2 separate regions of the Mus musculus genome follow, and region 1 is linked to region 2. A link is a contact called in public HiChIP or PLAC-seq data. All regions are on one chromosome and are shown on one strand. Each heading gives the region's core, a stretch centred on a gene start, on an enhancer-like site or on the middle of the called end of the contact. The rest is flanking DNA. Distances are from core to core; before and after follow the strand shown. Region 1 holds the start of Heatr9 (HEAT repeat containing 9). Region 2 holds the start of Rad51d (RAD51 paralog D).

Region 1 (7,738 bases), core at 3,318-5,817, 630 kb before region 2:
GGGGGACAATTTCTTTGAGGACACCTGCTCTTAAGAGACAGGTGGAAGGGGAAGTCAGATGAACAGAGGCTCCAAAAGTGGAGGAAAGAAGGAAAGACTTAGCAAAGGAGATTTGTTCTTTGGTATCACATACTGTATAAAGGACGGGGAAATGGGGGCCTGAGCAATCTTGATAGCTGGAGTTGGTATCCTAGCCTTTTGACTCCCTGGCTACAGGCTTAGAATGCCAAGAGCAACAACTAGGCAGTCTTAGAGTTCCCTCTTAATTTCCTCAACTCAACTGATTTAAGTGAATCAAACGCAACGTCTCTAAATTCGTCACTCAGCATAAGGCCTGGAGCAAGGAAAGGGGCCAAGAAAAGGCCAGAGCTTGGCCTGCTCAATGCTGGGTTCCAAATCTGTGTGTTTGTAGGGAATTAACCCAAATGGAACTCTGCCTGTAGCTCAGTGCCTCTGGTTCCAAAGGAGAAGACTTACCCTCTAAAAGGCAGAAAACAGTATGGAGCTACAAAAACGCACTCCCCGGCTCTTGTCACCTTTATGCTTTTCCGTGCCCGTACACCAAACGCTGCCCCAGTGTTGACCTTCCTCTCTCCTGCAGGTTTGTCACTCGAAGGAACCGCCAAGTGTGTGCCAACCCAGAGAAGAAGTGGGTTCAAGAATACATCAACTATTTGGAGATGAGCTAGGATAGAGGGTTTCTTGATTCTGACCCTGTATAGCTTCCCTGTCATTGCTTGCTCTAGTCCTAGCCAGCTTGGGGATGCCACTCAGTAATCCCCTACTCCCACTCGGTCCTGGGAAAATGGGCATCTCAGCTGCTCCGAGGCTCTGCACAGCAAACCCAAGAAATCAGCATTTCATTAAAATTTCAGATGCAAGGACAAAGCTGGCTCCTAGTGTGACTTCTTCCTAAGAAACCCTCTTGCCCACAAGTATTAAGCATGCAGATATCCCGGCACATACCTGGTATCAACACCAGGTTTAGGAGGTGTGGCCTGTGTCGTTAGCATAGACAGGCAACGCAGGTAAAATAACCAGTGGTTTACCCACTAGGGTTGAAGTCTAAGCACCATGATGTAAGTCTACCTGTAAGTCTCCAAGGATTTATCTGGACCTCCTTGCTTCTGCAGGCTTTAATTGACCCTTCTACCTTAGCCTGTCCTATACCTTACCTCCAGTGGGCTCCTTTAACACTATCATTACCCATAGTGGCTTCAGGACAATTTCAGAGGCCGATAACTGTTCCAACTGTACCAGCACCTTTGAAGAGAGGGTGCTCCACCTTTCTACCACCTGTGCCCCTTCAGGTGAATGTTACAAATACCAGCCATAGCTGTAAGCACTATTAGTTGAACACAACTCAGGTAGGAGGCTTGCACAGCAAAATCTCTGCTCACTGAACAATCTCACCAGCCCAACAGTCAGGAAAAATTCTAGGTAGATTGAAATTATTTGTCCAAATCCCCACAACAAAAGAAAAACAAAGCCGGGTGTGGTGGTGCATGCCTTTAATCCCAACACTCGGGAGGCAGAGGCAGGCGGATTTCTGAGTTTGAGGCCAGCCTGGTCTACAAAGTAAGTTCCAGGACAGCCAGGGCTACACAGAGAAACCCTGTCTCGAAAAACCAAAAAAAAAAAAAAAAAAAAAAAACCAAAAACAAAAGAAAAACAAGTTTAAAGTTAAGTTTTAAAACCCACTAAATCTAATTCAAATTTCTATGTCTTGCCATCTTCAATTCTCAACTTTTTATTTGTTTTTTGTTTTTGTTGTTTTGGTTTTTTTTTTTTTTTTTTTTTTTGAAGGGGGTGGTTTCAAGACAGTGTCTCTCTGTATAGCCCTGGCTGTCCTGGAACTCACTCTGTAGACCAGGCTGGCCTCGAACTCAGAAATCCACCTGCCTCTGCCTCCCGAGTGCTGGGATTAAAGGCATGCACCACCACTGCCCGGCAATTCTCAACTTTTTAAACTTATTCAAAATACCCTCCCCTTCCCTCTGGCATATACCTTTTTTCTGAGCCATCTGAAACTGGATGTACAATACCACTACACCAGTAAAGGTTTCAGTATTGTCTACCAATGACAAGAACATTCTACATAACCACAAAGTGAGAAACAGGAAACAAGGACACTATTATTTTCTAAGAAACAATTGTCAAATATACATTGTCACATCCCCACTGGCCCAATAATGCCCTCTATGAATGTTTTTTATTAAGAATCTGATTCAGTAGAAACACTGAATTAAGTGGAATGTCATTTTGGTGTTATTTAAAAAAAGAAAACAGAACTAACAAAAAAAAAAAAAGCAAACAAACAGCATCTCTTTGTGAAGCCAGGGCTGTCTTAGAATGGGCTATGTAAATCAGGGTGGTCTGGAACTCTCAGGAATCCACCTGCCTCTGCCTCTTGAGTGCTGGGATTAAAGGCATGGACTGCCACAACTGGCCTTTTCAGTGTTAGCACATTTTTCTCTCTCTCTCTCTGTGTGTGTGTGTGTGTGTGTGTGTGTGTGTGTGTATGTGTGTGTGTTCATGAGAGAGAGAGAGAGAGAGAGAGAGAGAGAGAGAGAGAGAGAGAGGCACACCCACCTGCCTCTGCCTCCTGAGTGCTGGGATTGAAGGTGTGCACTACTACAACTGGCCTTTTTAGTGTTAACACATTCTTTGCCTTTTGTTTTCTGAGGGGGGGGGGGAGCAGGGAGCTTCCTATGTAGCCTAAGCTGCCTGGAACTCCCTATGTAGACTAGGGTGGCCTGGACCTTAAGATAATCCCCTCCATCTCCAGTGCTGAGCCTACATGGCTGACCCACCGTGCCTAGCCATTCATTTCGTTTATTGAAGCAGGACGTCAGTAGATAGCCCAGACTGGCCTTGAACTTTCAGGATGGGATTATAAGTGTCTGCTACATCACCTGGCTAAACAACATTATCTTTTGTCATCCTTAAGGGCACTGAAATTGTTTAGTTTATATTTTTGTAGCATACTTATCATTTAGGTTTCTTATTTCCTTTCAATTGGACTCAGATTGAGTAATTCTGGTAGGACTCCCACTTGAGAATGTTATCTTTCTCTGTGCGGCACATAAAAGCACTCATGTCAGTTTATTTATATCAAGTCTGATTAAATAAGGATCAAGCCAGTGATACATATTTTTAGGGTGTTTTTTTTTTTAGATTTCTTTATTCTTCTTTACATGTATTAATGCTTTGCAAGCTTACATGTATGCGCACCACACGTGTTCCTGTGGATTCCTTGTAACTGAGGTAATCGATAGTTGCCAGCCATGTGGGTGCTGGGAACAGAACTCAGGTCTTCTGCAAGAGCAACAAGTGTTCTTAGCCAGTAAGCCACATCTCTAGCCCCATTGGTCCATATTTTCTTGACATGTAGTGTCATGGTTAGTCTTCGGTTATCAAGACTGAATGGATCTAGAATGAACTAAGCCACTGGCCATACCTGGGAGAGAGTCCCCTTTTTCTTTTTTTAAAGATGAATTTAAAAATTCATATATTTTCTTTGTATGAACGTTTACCTGCGTGCATGTGTACCACAGGTGTTCTTGGTGCACACAGGTCAAATGAGGGCATTGGATCCCCTAGAACTGAAGGTACAAACTATTGTGAACTGTCAAGTAGGTGCTGGGAACCAAAGACAGGTCTTCCCTGATGATCATACCTGCTGAGCTACCTCTCCAGCCCCTTGATAAGCTTATTAGGAGTAGGAAGATCTATCTATAATGTGGGCAACACCATCTCAGGAGCCAGGCTCTGGACTGAATGGAGAGAGAGACTGTTCTATGGTTTCACTGTGACTGGCCAGGCTGCTGTGACTTTTCTGTCACAGCGGATTGTATCCTGAACTATGAAATCAAATAACACTTTCATCCTGAAGTTGCCTTTGTGAGAACATTTTAATCGCAGCAACAAAAAAAAAAAAAAAAAAAAAAAAGAAAACAAGACACAAAGTAGGCTTCTTACTGTGTGCTGACCTACTACATGCTAGGCACCGGAGTGAAGTAAAAAAAGGGATTGCATCACTGGGTCATGTGGGGAGGGGAGCTTGGGAAAGGAAAACCTTCAGAAATGACATGAAAGATCTGAGTGACAATCTGACAGGCAGGCAGGAAGGGAAAAGACACAAGGTAGATGGAACAGTATATGCAAACAGAAGAGATCTGAACAGCAGCTCCTTGCCACACAGCCTCCTGCCAGAGAATGAAGGATGTGCGTATAAGAGAGGCTTTCCTGTCCCGGTCATTTTCCTGATGACCAATTCTGTGAACAACCCCTGTACTTCACATGGGTTGTCTTGAACTTGATGGTTCACAAACACTGTGTTCCTCACCAAAGCTACTAGAGTTGAGCAGACATGACTCCACCATTATGCTGCAGAAGGAAATGAAGTTCAGTGAGCAGCTGAGTCAGGAGGCCAACAGGGGCCAGCAGTGGGACTCAACAATGGAAATGGTGTTCTGTTCACCATGACAACCTAGTTGCTCAGTGCTTGAGTGTGTCTCCCTGGTCTCACTTATACCAGAGAAAGGGCCTCTTCAAGCTGTACCCTCTTGGCTTCACGTCCCTGAACTTCTGGCTGCTCTGGTTCTCCTCTAACCTATACCAAAGAGGATGGAGAGCCAAGAAAAACAGGCTGATTTTTTTCAAATCCCCAAGTCAATGGACTATCGAAACCGGAACAAAAGTGAGGATGGGGTAGAAAGGAATGAAGCTAGGGGTGGGGACCTGATAAGGTAAAGCCAGCAAACCGGACCCAATCTCAGACAAGGCCCTGGGTTCAGCAAATCCATGGGAAAGGCCAGGGCAAGCCTTTGGACAGTTGATGTCTCCCCTGAGGTCTCAGTAAGTCTTTCTTTCCAAAAGAAGACATGTTGGATTTTCTCAAGTCAGGATACCTGTGTGTCCCCCAGCTTCTCCCTTACCTGTGTCTTGCCTTCCATACAAACCTTACACCTCCAGCTCCTTGCATAAGGTCTTCCCTAAGCCCACTGCTCTTATCCCTGACTTACCTGATTAACACCCCCTAGTCCTTAGCTGTCCTAGAACTCTCTGTAAACCAGGCTGGCCTCAAACTTATATATCAGCTTGCTTCTGCATCCCTACCCTGCTAACTCTTGCTTTTATACAAGACTTGGTCTGTATTATCTCTAGGACATAAATATCTGATTCCCAGCCTTGAAGGTACCTCTCAGCTATACTGCTTGTGTGTATCTCCACATTCGTTTCCCTTTGTAAATCACTGCAGACCAGAATTTGCCTCAAATGCTAAACCAATAGTTTTCAAAATGTCCCAGAGTGATCAGATCCACCCATCCCCTAGAGAATCAGATACTGGGGGGGGGGGAGTCCTGGGAACCTGGGGGGGTTGTTTTGTTTTGTTGTTTGAAAACTATGGAATGCTTCACGAATTTGCGTGTCATCCTTGCACAGGGGCCATGCTAATCTTCTCTGTGTCATGCCAATTTTAGCATATGTGCTGCGGAAGCAAGCACGGGAATCTGGGCTTTAACAAGCTCTCTCAGCCTAATGCACACTCACATTGGAGAAAATGAGAGAGACCAACAGTTGTCACCCTTAACGGAATACTGGAATCTCCAGGGGAGCTTCCCAAAATGCCTAGGCTCTATTATCACAAATCTGACTCAATTAGTCTGATACAGGGCCCAGGCATGTTCAAATGTCATTCCAATGATACTTATATGCAACCAGGGTTGGGAACACTACTGGTCCCATGTTCCCCAAACTCCAACTACATGGGAGGCCCCTGGGGATCTGGTTGACATGATGTTCCTGACAGCATTTCTGAGAGGCTCCCTGGCACAGTACCAGGAAGACTACCTGCCACTGAAGGGCAAGGATGATGCCTCATTTTATGCCCCTCCCCTAGTTCCTGGGGGGAAACCTGGTGCTAGTATTTACTAGCTGCAGAACAAATGAATGCCTCACAAGGTGTTGAAACTCATACTTTTAACTACTTACTGGTACCACCTGCATATCTTTGCTCTCTTGCCAGAATTCAGAAAAGCCATGGCTCCTGTTCACCTGCCCTTGTCCTGTTACAAGGTAAATGATTTTTGTTACTCTAGGAGCTGTGTCAAAATAGGAAGAGCACCAAACTCCCTCCCAATTCAAGCTAGCTCACAGAGCCTGACACTCACCTGTGTGATCTCAGACAAGTTACTTCCCTTCTCTGAGTGAGCCTCCAGAGTTCTCATTATAGGTCAACACTGCCTGCCCCCTTGTGTAGTTTCTAATGAGACAAAGTCTGTAAGGCCTGGACTATGTGGATTGTCTGCTAAAAGGAGTCATTTTTGTTAAAGAAGCAATCCTTACTTGGGGTTGCTAGATAAAACACAAACTGACCAATTAAATTTAAATATCCCATAAACAGTACATGTGATTATATATATATATATAAAGTCCTAAATACTTTATTCATTCCTGAAACCCAAATTTAAGCTGACATCTTTTGCAGTTTCTTATTAGTGCCTTGCTACATCTAGAAACCCTACTTCTTTGAGTGAGCATCGCATGACTGAAGTCCTGATAGTCACTGGGAAACCCATAAGGGTCTTATCAGTCTCTGAGTCGGGAGCTACTGGCAAAAACCCACTGCTCCCTGTTGCCAAAAAAAGATGTGTTGTAAAGATAGAAAGATTTGAGAGCTGGCCGAATCCAGGCCAGGTCCATAGAAAACCACTGTGCACATGAACCCCTCAGCTACAGTCAGAACTGTACCAAGTAGTAAAAGGCTTGAGATCTGACATGCAAAAGGCCTTGTGTGTAATCTTAGCAGCACACACACACTGAAGTAGTCACACAGCTAAGAGAGCGTCTGAAGGAAGCCCGTTTTCTCAAGTAGCCTGTGAAATTCGTGGTGGCACATAGACTCCAGTAAACCGATGCAACTATGCAACATACCGTAGGCACTACTGTCTGAATAAGTAGTAGCCTCTTTTCCTTCGCCTTGGCCTCCCCCAGGCCTGCCCTTCTCACTGCTCACTTAACTTTTCAAAGGCTTTGAGATTCTCAAGTAACTAAGCTGTGAATTCAGGTCAATTTATAGATCTTTTCAAAATCTTGAGTGCTTTTTGAGCTTCACAACTGCATGGGAGAGGAAAGAATAAGGACTCATTAGACCCATTTTACAGAGGAAGACTGAGGCATTGGTAGAGTAACTGTTCCAAGTCATAGAATGGAAGAGATGGTAGCTGTGTTTCCAGCCCAGATGAGAAGCTTAAGTTGGTATCTCTCATGTTTGTTTTCCCTACCTTTGCTACCCTTTCTCTGGCCCGTGCACTGCAGTAATGGCCTGGGGGAGCCCTCTGACTCTTCTGCCACTTGCTCTTCCCACCAGGTGCCAAAGGAAGCATTTCCCCCAAGTCCAGAGTGCTGGAGGGTGCATCCAAGCAGGCCAAACGCAACGCCTTGCCTCCACTTAGATAAAAAGCCCGATCTCTTCACACACTGGCGCACCCTCAATGAGCAACGCAAGGAACGGGAGTCAAAATCGTTGTTTTGGAAAAGAAGAAACTTCCCAAGGTGTGCTTTGCCCATCTCTGTATTCTTCACACCTTCCCAACTCCTCCAGGAAAAGAGGGGAGAGTCAGGATGGGTTGGAATGGAGTGGGACAAGTCCAGTGCTAGAGAGGACCCTGCGATTCTAGATGGGCAACTCCATCAAGTGGGTATCAGTCTTTGAGTATCAGTCTTGCTCTGG
Region 2 (6,692 bases), core at 4,139-6,638:
TTTTAACTAGGGGGTATTTTAGACACACCAAAAGTAGTATGTTACATGTTCAGAAATTAAGATATATTGGCCTTACGAACACCCCCTGGACATCTCTCCTCTCAAAGTACATATGAGATGCCAAATATTTTAAATACAGACTACCTGATCTAGGTTTGAACTAAGATAAAATAACAGGCTGGTACCTAGCATTAGTCTCCAAGTTACCCCCCCCCCCAACAAAACCTGAGCCTAGCTCCTGTCTGGTTTTGGGGGAGATCACTAACATTTCCTTGGCACAACACATATCCTGTAGCTGACAAAACCAGCAGAGTAAGGGTTTTTTTCTTTTTTTATTCACTATGTGTCATCTTAGGCTTGCTGCTTATATGTTAACCTGAGGCAAGACCTATTACTTTGCGTGTTTTGCATGTCTCTAGACTCTATATGAATAAAAGATATCATCCAGCAATACCTATCTAAAACCTGGCTTTTGCTCCATGTCATGCTTTGATTTGTCTGTACTCACACACACCAGCAGAGGCTTCAGCTGTTTTGTCTGTTTCATGATTTTTTGTTGATTTTTTAATTGATGTGCATTGGCACTCTACCTACATGTATGTATGTGTATACCACATGCATACGGAGGTCAGCAGAGGACATTGAATCCACTGGAACTGCAGTTCCAGATAGTTCTGACATCATGTGGATGCTGGGAAGCCAACCCTGGTCCTCTGGAAGATCAGCCGCACTTAAGTCTGAGCCATCTCTCCAGTCCCTGCATGGAAATGTGTATTGTTGTCATCCTTTGCTGTTACAAAGGAAATATACGACCCTGCATTGTCTTGGTGATGAAGTGTACCAATCAAAACAAAAAATAGCTTTCGAATCCTTAAAACCAAGTTTGATTGATGCATACCTATAACTAAAACACCACAGACCCATCCACGGATCCTTGCCTGTGATGTGCTCTGCGGCTTCTGAACCTGTGTCTAGATATTATTTTCATTTTGATTTCTACCAGCTAAGGTTTCCTGGCATGTAAACAGGTCCCACTCTACCTTTCTACCTTAGTCTACTCCAGCTTACAACTTCCCATTTGCTTGATGGGCCATATGCTCTCTTTCAGCTCTAACCCACAAACTCCTGAGACAGCTGGATGAGTCTAGAATACTTACCCCTCAGCCCACACTGGACATTTAAAGCAGATGTTCTTTAAGTCCGGTATGTATAGACTGAAGTGTCAGGATGCTGACATCGTTTATTCAGACTGTCCTAAGAATCTCCATTTCAGAGTCCCCTACTGGAGCTGGGCAGTGGTGGCACATACCCCAACACTCAGGAGGCAAAGGCAGGCAGATCTCTGAGTTAGAGGCCAGCCTGGTCTACAGAGCAAGTTCCAGGATGTCCAGGGCTCCACAGAGAAACCTTGTCTCAAAAACCAACCAACCAACAACAACCGGAACAACAAAACAGACTCCCCCACTGAAAAAGCTAGCGCTAAAGTAGGCACAGAAATCCACTGGACTCTGGACTGCTTGTGGAACATGTCTCTTTCCTGATTTCCACAGCAGCCCTGCTAGATGAGTGTTAGCCACTGAAGTTGGCTGAGGCCATTTATCTAAGATGTAGAACTTGGATTTGAACTCAGGACTCCTTGCCTGAGATTCGCCCCTCCCCCATCCTATCCTCCACCCCTTAAGTAAATCATGAAGTTTCCTACAAACAATGGATATCTTAGTCAGGTCACAATAGCTAATGGTGACCTAGAATGGACACATTTCTCTCTAACCAGCACACAGTCTGTGGATCCCAGTAAAAATTAAGTATGAAACTTTTTGTTTGGTTGGTTGGTTTTGTTATTGTTGTTGTTGTTTTGTTGTTTGTTGTTTTGCTTTTGGTTTTGTTTTGTTTTTGTTTTTTTTTTTTCGAGACAGGGTTTCTCTGTGTAGTCCTGGCTGTCCTGGAACTCACTCTGTAGACCAGCTGGCCTCAGAACTCAGAAATCTGCCTGCCTCTGCCTCCCAAGTGCTGGGATTAAAGGCATGCACCATCACTGCCTGGTGTATGAAACCTTTTTAAAAAGAAATTATAAACTGGAGCTGAAGAGCTGGCTCAGCACTTAAGAATATCAGTTCTGTTCCAGAAGACCTGGGTTCAATTCCCAGCACCCACATCGCAGCTCACACCTGCCTGTAACTCCAGTTCTGAAGAACCCAACACCATCACACAGATATGCCTGCAGACAAAAGGCCAATGCATATGAAATAAAAATAAATTTAAAAAAATGAATTACAGGATCTGGAGAAATGGCTCAGCAGTTCAGAGCACTGACTGCTCTTCTAAAGGTCCTGAGTTCAATTCCCAGCAACCACATGGTGGCTCACAACCATCTGGAACAGGATCTGATGTTCTCTTCTGGAGTATCTGAAGACAGTGACAGTGTACTCACATACCTAAAACAAATTTTTGTTTGTTTGTTTGGTTTTTTTTTGTTCGTTTGTTTGTTTTGAGACAGGGTTTCTCTGTGTAGCCCTGGCTGTCCTGGAACTCACTCTGTAGACCAGGCTGGCCTCGAACTCAGAAATCTGCTTGCCTCTGCCTCCCAAGTGCTGGGACTAAAGGCATGTGTCACCACTGCCCAGCAAAAAAAAAAAAAAAAAAAAAAAAGCAATTATAAAAGATTTCGATGGGCGGTGGTGGCACACACCTTTAATCCCAGCACTTGGGAGACAGAGACAAGCAGATTTCTGAGTTTGAGACCATCCTGGTCTACAGAGTGAGTTCCAGGACAGCCAGGGCTACACAGAGAAACCCTGTCTCGAAAACAAACAAACAAACAAACAAAAAAAGATTTCATGTCTGGGGCTGGAGAGATGACTCAGTGGTTAAGAGCACGCACTGGCTGTTCTTGTAGAAGACAGAGTTCAATTCCCAGCATCCACATAGTAGCTCAAGACAGTGCTAACAGAACATTAGATTAAGCCCAGGGCCCACTCACGGGTCACTTCAATGAGATTGTACTATTTCCTCAGTAGTCACCCTGCACACCGTTTCCCTGGAAATCTTCCTCTAAGAAGTCTCCCTTTTTTGCACCATATCCCAAGCTATCCCAAGCCCTTGGTTTCTCAAGCTGCCCTGTGACGGCATTTACCAGGCTGTACTGTATCTCCTTTATTGTCTGATGCCCCCCACCTCTGACACCACTGGCACCAGGCGTGACATTTTTTTTGGAGGCAGGGACCATGTTTCCCACCTCTGCATCCCCCAACTTGATGCTGGGTCATATTTCTCACCAGGAAGCAGAGAGTTTTGTGGTATGAAGCAGAGAAAATTCAGACTGACTTAGCAGACCAGTGAACCTCAGCTGGAAGGCAGGTGGGGCATTAAAGTGAGAGAAATGAGGGAGAGAAGACAGGGGTAGCAGAGAGTGGCAAGCAGAATAGGAAGCACCCCCTGGCTAGTCCAGGAAGGTCAGCTAGAATGGGGAACCCACATCCTCTCAAAACTGATGTGGGGCTCAGGGCGGGTGCATGGGGAACCTCCTGATATGTTCTTCCCTGAAGGACCCACCACAGTGGGCTGCAAAGCTTCTCCAGCCTTAGAAATGAGGACCCCAAATCGTGTCTTACATGACATCGGTGTTTTCTTCCTCTGAGAAGCTGGCCAAGCTGCGTCTTGACGGGAGCAGGAGGCCTTTGGTAGCCATGGACCGGTTAATAAACTTAGGATTTGGACAGGGCTTTGGCAGTTGGTCAATCACATTGATAACATTGAGGGCTTCCTTCTTCGGTACAGCCTCCTCTCCACCCCCCACTTTACAGAATACCGTCGCCATCTGGTGTGGGTGGGGCGCAGGGTTGCCACCACCCTCCAGGACAACCAGCTGGCAGGAAGCAGAGAAAAACTGAGGCAAAGGTCTCACCCTTCATTTGGGTGAGAAGGTTTGCAGTGCTCTGACTTCACAATCATCACAGAGTGTAACAATCGGGGGGCCAGCCTCCCCTTGATAGGAAGTTTGCTGTGCAGCTGGACAGACCAAACGCCTGGGTTAGGGGTGGGCTTGAGCCAAGAAAGAAACTTGATGGCCCCTTCCAGCACACATGACCCTCTCTAGGTCACGTTTGTGGTCACAACTACTCGGTCCTCTTCTGAGGACTTCAAAAGGCTTAATTGCCTGTGCCTCTTTAGAGCTGTCCAGGAAGGGGTAGCAGGCTAGTGGCACAGAGAACACCACTTGGCCTGAGCCAACCAGACTTTGAAGAGAAGGCCTTTGCCTACTGATACTTCTAAGGCTCTCTATCCTGGGATCTAAGCAGCAAATCCCACCATAGCCAGTAACGCAGGCACAGTGAAAGCTTACTGTGGGTTGTAGCTCACAGAGTAGCTGGTTTCAGGGCCAGGATTCCAAACACCTTGAAAGATTGAGAGACAATGGTGAACATGAGGAGATATTTCTAAAAATGAGCCCTGCAGCTGGATATGGACTGGAGATTCAGTTCTGTGCTTCCTATCTGTATAAATCAAAGAATAACAATCTTACTGAGCCCAAATTCCTTCAACTACAAAATACAGGCAGAAATAGAACCTCACTCGTGGGTTTTGTAAAACTGCTTTATTTCTTCCACTAGATGTGGTTAAAAAAATCAAAATAGTATTTTATATACTCAAGCATTTCCCTACTTCCATTAAAACCTCTGGAAAATGTTGGGCTAGACAAATGGCTAAGTGGTTAAGAGCACTGACTGCTCTCCCAGAAGACCAGTACCCACATGGTGGCTCTTAACCATCTGTAACTCCAGTCCAAGGGATCTGACCCTCTCTCTGGCTGCCTTGGGTACCAGGCATGCCAGGATTGCATAGACATCCATGCAGGCAAAACATCTATATACGTAAGATAGAACTTGATAAATTTGGAAAATATAGGGACACAGGTACTCTCTGTGAACTTCGCTGGATCTCAGCTTGATCATACAATCTGTAATGATCTGAATTGATCCACTTTCATTGTCTTCCTAACAAGAATGCTACTAGAAGTCAGGGATGCTTCACTCTGTAAATATTGAGTTAGGTAGAGTGAGTGTCCCCTAGCTTTGCAAATAGAGGCTGGTATACACAAGAGACTCGTTGGAAGACTCGCTGGACACACAAAATGTGTGTGTGTGTGTGTGTGTGTGTGTGTGTGTGTGTGTGTGTGTGTGTGTGTGTGTGTGTGTGTGTGTGTGTGTGTGTGTGTCGGTGTGTGTGCTTGTGTCTCTGTGCATGTATGTAAGCTCTAGGTGTGCTTGCAGGTGGCTGGCGCGAGTCGCAAAGCCTCTGTGTTTGCCCTCATGGTCAGCAGATGGCGCTGCAGGCCTGGCCTACAAAAGACGCTCCAGTCCCGGAACCCGGAAGCGTCGGCCGGAGGGGGCGGGCCTAGGGCGCCTAGAGTCTTGCGAGTTGGGAAGGGTTAGTGTCCCTCACCTCGACTTGCATCCTCTTCCCGCCCCTTCGTCCCGCGCTGGCACGCCAGGACCTTTTCCCTAAGTAGAACTGAGGAATGCCCAGAGTGGGGGACTCGGCGAGCGCCCAAGTGACAGAGAGCCCCCAGGGCATCCTGGGTTTGTAGGGACTATGGGCATGCTCAGGGCAGGGCTGTGCCCGGGCCTCACCGAGGAGACCGTCCAGCTTCTCAGAGGCCGAAAGATAAAAACAGGTGACCTCATGGGCACTACCCCGGGGGTCGGCACCGTGGTCGTGGTACACATACGGGGCCTTTTGCTCTAACAGGATGGCCGCACTCTTCCTCTGACTTTCTGAGGAAGCTGGGTTCGCAGGAGCCGAGGCAGAGGATTTTACTGAGTGCTGGGCCCTTTGCGGGGTCGGTCCTGCATCAGGGCCTGCGTGCTCGAGATAGGTAGTAGAATAAGACCTTAATCCCGTTTGACAACAGAGCAAAAGGCAAATGTGGCAAGGCTAAGCCATTCCTGCTGCCAATCACCTGCACCTGCTCTCTTTCCAGTGGCAGACCTGGCAGCTGCTGACTTGGAGGAAGTAGCCCAGAAGTGTGGCTTGTCCTACAAGGTGAGCTCGCGATCTGCAAGCTCCATTCCAACCCCTCTTCCAGCTGCGCCCCCACGCTGCAGGATCAGAGTTCCTTGGGATAGATGGGGGGGGGGGGGGGCGCTGCTCTGAGGGGGCAATCTGGCGGGCCTGGAGCCTGAGTGTCCGCCCTATTGGCAGGCCCTCGTTGCCCTGAGGAGGGTGTTGCTGGCGCAGTTCTCGGCTTTCCCCTTAAATGGCGCAGATCTCTATGAGGAACTGAAGACTTCCACGGCCATCCTGTCCACCGGCATCGGAAGGTTTGTATGCGAACCTGGACAAGGTGAAAGCAGAGACTGAGGCTTCAGAGGACGGGGCTGGTGAGGGCAGTCCAGAGCGGTAGAGGAACTGCAGGCGTGTGGACTCCTGAGTGTTTTTCCCTAGAGTAAAACTGTAGGGTTTCTTAGCCTCAACACAATTGATGGGGGGGGGGGGGGGGGAGGCAAGTCGTTATTTCCTGAGATAGAGATATCCTGTGCGTTGAGAGTCGTTTAACAGCATCCCTGGTCCTTCTCTACCCACCAGATGCCAAGATGCCCCCAGTTTTAATAATCAAAAAATGACTCAGTATCTCCAACAAGCTAACTTTTCCCAGTGAAGAGCCACTGTCCTATAACATAAGATGTCGTTAA

The links. HiChIP or PLAC-seq counts read pairs in DNA pulled down with a chosen protein or histone mark.
Region 1: an H3K4me3 HiChIP or PLAC-seq map of bone marrow-derived macrophages shows a contact between it and region 2, with 5 times the contacts expected there. The contact joins the promoter of Heatr9 here to the promoter of Rad51d in region 2.

Annotation. Positions count from the first base shown.
Region 1 is chr11:83,518,928-83,526,665 of GRCm38.p6, reverse strand. It overlaps Heatr9 (HEAT repeat containing 9), which reads left to right and starts at 4,567. Exons shown (of 15, transcript NM_001045543.2): 1 at 4,567-4,702; 2 at 6,032-6,081; 3 at 7,376-7,560. The coding sequence starts at 4,630. The region is part of intron 2 of Gm32650 (a long non-coding RNA gene); the gene reads right to left. It overlaps Gm23247 (a small nuclear RNA gene), which reads right to left and starts at 5,510; the gene lies at 5,404-5,510. It overlaps Ccl5 (chemokine (C-C motif) ligand 5), which reads left to right. Exons shown (of 3, transcript NM_013653.3): 3 at 602-888. The coding sequence ends at 689.
Region 2 is chr11:82,889,320-82,896,011 of GRCm38.p6, reverse strand. It overlaps Rad51d (RAD51 paralog D), which reads left to right and starts at 5,388. Exons shown (of 10, transcript NM_011235.4): 1 at 5,388-5,674; 2 at 5,981-6,042; 3 at 6,202-6,320. The coding sequence starts at 5,593. It overlaps Fndc8 (fibronectin type III domain containing 8), which reads right to left and starts at 3,867. Exons shown (of 4, transcript NM_030224.1): 1 at 3,612-3,867. The coding sequence starts at 3,817.